Regions from separate parts of the Oryza sativa genome. Here region 1 is linked to region 2. A link is a contact called in public HiCAR-type data. All regions are on one chromosome and are shown on one strand. The core of a region is the stretch at or near the end of the contact, and the rest is flanking DNA. Distances in the headings are between cores, read along the strand shown.

What was found. HiCAR-type assays count read pairs that join an accessible place to other places.
Region 1: a HiCAR-type map of leaf shows a contact between it and region 2, with 2.3 times the contacts expected there. The contact joins the promoter of LOC4338403 here to the promoter of LOC4338390 in region 2. A contact is called at or near these places in 1 of 15 Hi-C or Micro-C datasets (an unstated tissue) and 1 of 4 datasets of contacts at active chromatin or transcription factors (leaf).

The regions. Positions count from the first base shown.
Region 1 is chr5:14,878,244-14,880,943 of ASM3414082v1, reverse strand. It overlaps LOC4338403 (receptor-like protein kinase FERONIA), which reads left to right and starts at 1,309. Exons shown (of 2, transcript XM_015784640.3): 1 at 1,309-1,451; 2 at 2,248-2,700. The coding sequence starts at 2,476.
Region 2 is chr5:14,672,310-14,675,009 of ASM3414082v1, reverse strand. LOC4338390 reads left to right here and starts at 1,411. Exons shown (of 8, transcript XM_015785075.3): 1 at 1,411-2,096. The coding sequence starts at 1,493.

The DNA.
Region 1 (2,700 bases), core at 60-2,559, 210 kb before region 2:
TGGGTGGGGAGGCCGCTGTCGGGCCGTCACAGCACCTCCTGCTGTTGCCGACTCCCCTCCCGGCAAGATCTGGCGGAGGGGAGGGCGCCTCCCGCCGCCGCAGTCGCCGCCTCCTCCCCCCCGGCTGGATCTGGTAGAGAGGAGGGCGCCACCGCCACCCATGGGAGCCGCGCTGATGAGAGCGAGAGAGAGAGAGAGATAGAGAGAGAGAGAGAGTTGTCCGCTCATTCAGCGCTGTCGACCGCTCACTCGGTCTTATCCGCTCCTCGGCTCGGCTCGGTTTTTAAAATGTGTCACCTTTAATTTATTATAGGTGTCGGTTCATTAAAAAATTCGACTCCTATAAATAATTTAAGGTGTTGTTTTTTTTTGAAAAATGACACCTAATGTACCTATAATCACTTAAAGGTGCCGATTTTTCTTTGTTTTCAATCCGTGGAGGTGAAAAAAGACCTATAGGTGCCGGTTTTAGCACTTCCGGTATCTACAGCGTCGACACCTATTTGCTGTTTTGTGTAGTAGTGAAAATTTCTATCGAATGTGACGCATATAACAATCAACAGAACACCGTATGTCTTGAACTTGATAGATGATCTACAAAGAAAATAAAATCATGAGGCCGAATCAATGCAAATGACTTAAACACAGTTCTCCTCAATTCTGTCTACGGTTGTAATGAGCTAATTGAGCTTGGCTACACAGGCTACTCATCCTTTTTCAGTTTTTCAAACTGCTAAACGGAATATTGCGTGTGAAAAACTTTATAGATAGAAGGTATTTTTAAAAATCAAATAAATTTATTTTTTTAACATCTTAATAATTATTTCTTAATTAATTCTGTGCTAATTGTGTTTATTGTTTTGCGTGCAGCTAATCAGTCAAAACTTACGGACCGAAAAGAATGCGCCCGGTAAATTAGTTCGTTTCAGTGTTTCCCCGACAAAAGCACACCAAACAACCACATGCATTCTCTAACACCACAGAATGTTAATTAGCTCACCCGACAACTGGATTTTCCACAACTATAAGTCTATAACCCCAAGCAGGGCATCGTCGACAAAACTAGGGGCGTGCCATTGTGCCGACTTGACCCCCATAATTCATCCATACCAAACAAAAAGATAACCAAGAAACCATCATCACACCGGAATGGAGAAAAATGAGAATAATTTATTGAATGGGAGAAAAAGAAAGGAAGCTGAACAAGAACAAGAAAGAGAAAAGCAACGACGAATTTGTGGAGAACAGAGGGACCTCTCCGTGAAACTCCACTATATACAAGAGTAGCACTAGCACTAGCACGAGCCCATCATCCACCCCTCAACTCCACTACGGACCCGAGCTCGATTTCCCACCATCGTTTTGGCCACCGAAACACGCGCAGCAACTAGAAACTGCCGCGGGGCGCGCGGAGTCCATCTCTCCCTCTCCGACGCCGCGAGGTCGACGAGGTACTAGCTCTTGCCTCTTCATCTCCTCTCCTGTTAGTTCTTCCTGCTTGGATTGGTTGTGCTCCGTGGCCGCCGCGGCTACCATTCTTGGGGTACGTTCTTGGTTATGGGGTTGCTATTCTTGGCGCGAAATTTTGGCCCAGCGAAAAACCCCAAATCTGGGCTGGGAGGTTTGGGGGGTGGGGGTGGTTGATCAGTTGAGCTAATCGATCGAGTTCTCTTTGTATTTCTGTTTTGCTGCATGCAATGGAGTTGGAGTACTTAGTATTATGATCCCTTCTCATCAGCAGAACTGCAGGATCGCCGGTTTTGCAGATGGGGATCGGAACTAGCGAAATACGGGCGATTTTTATTCTGTTAGTTTTCCCCATATGCGAAATGATCGTTCTGGAGCTTTGATCGTGTTTATTTTCCTCCCTTTTTAGATTTTTCTTTTGGTTTTAGTTACAAATTTCTAACATTTTACCTGTTGACTTATATTAGTTTTTGACAAAGGATTTGTCGCGTTCAGTATCGACAACTTAATGTTCTGGTGTCCGACACATCTCTTTTTGTAACAGTAGATGGTGCGAAATTTGTAATAATAATAACCTAGAAAATGGATCAAACCAAAAGGTTTTGCCGTAACTTTCAAATTCTGTTCTCTTCAGCAGAAATTACTACCGTGTTTCATAGTACTTCTCGGTATGGTTTATATTCAGTTTGCTTCCAATATTTTATCATCTAAACAGATAAACTTGTGCTATTATTAGGGATCCATTTCTTGTTATTCATCTTTCCAATCTACAATTTGCAGAATTTCCGAACCCTTCGTTTGCTCTGATTGCAGGTGAATCTACAGGATTACAGCTATCTGGATGTGCTTTCTTCAGTAAACAAGAGTACAATCCTCCAAACTCTACATTTTCCTTGCCTCAAATCCCACCCAGAGAAAAGGCATTATGCAAGTGTTCCCAACTCTTATAGCAAATTGATGTGAACGAATCCTCAAACTTTTGATCCTGATACACCAACCACCACTTCAATGATGCACCCAAGCCTACTAGCTACCATCCAATGGCTCACACTGTCAGCCCTCCTATCGATTGCCATGGCGGCTGATAACAATTCCACGGCCTCTGCTCCAATCTTTCTGAATTGTGGAGCCTCTGGTGTGCAACCTGATAGCTACAATCGGAGCTGGGATGGGGATGCTAGCTCCAAGTTTGCGCCATCGGTGAAAGGCAATGTAGCCAGGGCTTCATACCAA
Region 2 (2,700 bases), core at 162-2,661:
TGAAAAAATATACAATTTTGCCTCTTGTCCATTCTTTTCCAAACATAACACTCAAATTACAGAGTTTTTATTCGTATATTTATTCACTCCATTATATCATACTCATTCATATGCAGATACCAATATAAATCATCACCTTTTATTGTTTTTTAAAAAACACAAGGATGCCTAAGTCATATTTTCATAACAGTAATATCCTTATATTCATGCTAGTTAATGTACACTTTATTAGATGCATATAGGGAATACCATTCTACTTTCTCAATAATACATAATGTGAAATAACTTTAGGAGAAAAAAAAGGGATGGGGACAACACCAATTAGGATTCAAGACTAAAGAGGTATTAGGAGTTGGTTATTGAGATTTACTCTTCTAGCATACTTCATTCGTCTCTAAAAAAGGAATCTAGAACTGAATATGACATATCTTAATAATACGAATTTGGACATACGTAGGCTGTGTCACATCCAGTACTATGTTGGTTTTTTAGGGAAGGAGAGAGTAGTAGGGTATTTATTGTTGTTAAACGTGTGATGAGAAAAAGGATAGGCTCTGAATAATCAAATCATGATTAGAAAAGGGTGAAAGATGAGGAGGGAGGGGGTATCATATACTAGTTAAAAAAAGAGATCAAATGCACATTTCAATCTAAATGTATAATTATTCAAAATTTCTTTAGTCATGATCTGAGGATATCGTCTAATGAAAATGTTTGAATTTTTTTCCAATGGCATTTAGCATGCAAATAGCGCAATTGCTTAATAATATCCTAGCTATTATGTCACTTATCTTTATTTTACTTGTTAAACATGAGGCCGAAGATTTACCGATGATCTTCGTCCTTAGAAAATGTTAAGAGGTTATAAATATCCGTATACGGTACATGTACATGATGTTACATGCACATGTGATGTGTCTTAGTAGTGATATGTGTTACGGTTACGTATATAACCAGAAGACTAATTCTAAATCACTAAGGTCCTCTTTGTTTAGGCTTATAAGCCAACTTATAAGTCAAAAAGTCTAAGCCTAAACAAATAAGCAGCGTTTTCGTTTGGCCTTTTTGAAGCCATAAGCCACTTTTACACTATTAAGCCAAAAGCTAGGTTGGAGAAGCTTTTTTGACTTATATGAGTTAGATGTATGACTCTACTACTAAACTTAGGATATTAAATTCACTGCCTTATAAATCATATAAGCCAATAAGCTGACTTAAAAAACTAAACCAATAACCCTAAGCCTAAACAAAGAGGGTCTAAATCAAAATAAAACTAGCATAAGAATTAAGAACAGAAATACAGGCCGAGGCCACCACCGGCACCGGGGCGAGAGAAGCAAGAAAAAAAAAAGCCAAAGAAACCAAAAGGAAGGCAGGCAAAGTAAACCAACCCAAGCAAGGGGATCTCTCGAATCTCCCCATTCCAGGGGCCTCGTCTCCTCCTCCTCCGCCTCCGCCTTGTAGGGTTTCGCCGCCGCCGCTGCCGCCGGCGATGGAGCCACCGGCGGGAGGCTCCTCCGATCATCGCCGGGGTGCCGGGACCGGCGCGGGCGCCGGTGGGGCCGCCTCGCCGTCGGGCCTCCGCCGCTACGGCTTCAGATTCTCCGCCTCCAGCCTCCTGCAGGCCCCGCTCGCTGCGCTGCTCGAGTACTCCGGCGTCGTCCCCTCCGGCCCCGGCGCCCCGCAGGCGGGGCCGCCCTCGGCGCTGTCGTCCTCGCCGTCTTCTTCGTCGTCGTCGTCGGAGGCCGATGGGCTGCTCTCCGCGGCCGCGGCTGGGGACGGGGAGGTCTCGATCCGGATCCAGGGCGGCCCCGGGGAGGCCGACGCGGCGGGCGTCGCGGGGGCGGCCTCGTCGGGGGAGGACTCGATCGAGGCGACCGCCGCCGGGGACGTTGACCCGGCCTCGGCTGCCGCGGGGAGGGGTGGCGGCGCCGACGCGGAGGCGAGTGGTGGGGGCGCGGACGGCGCGTCCGGGAACGGGGGTGGGGACCGCGCCTACCAGCGGTATGACGTGCACCATGTCGCGAGGTGGATCGAGCAGATACTGCCATTCTCGCTGCTGCTGCTCGTCGTCTTCATACGGCAGCATCTCCAAGGTCTAATACTCATTCTCTTGTGCTCGTGCCATTGTGTGATTATAAGCGGTGTGACTTGTCCAAAACAAAATCGATTTTCCTTCATGTTGATGTCCATATATTGTTTATTACAAATGTTTAACCAAAAAAGGAAAGTGATTTTGTGAGTAAAACACCTTGACTTAGGCGAGTTAATGTTTGTGATTAGGCTGGTCTATATTATTATTATGTGTTAACTTAACATCTATGTTAACCATTTGAGTTCCTGGGATACTATTTTGTTTGTTATTTTTTTTATCATTATGGTTTAGAGGATAATATGATCACTTGATTATAGTCGACTTATCTCATATAGTGGGTTTTAGCCTGCTTTATTAGATGAACCTAATGGGGAGATATTTATAGCTTGGTATTGCTAGTTAGCTGCCCTAACTTTAAACAGGACTTGCTCAAGCCCGGCTTCTTATATTAGGTTGGAACTTCTCTTTGTGCTACATTATCTGGAGGATATTGTGGTTGGGTACCAGTCCTAACTCCTAAGTTATGGATCAGATGACATATCTGCGTTTAGTTGTTTACCATGACATGAATTTTCTGCTACATGATTATCTCCTAGTGGTCTTGA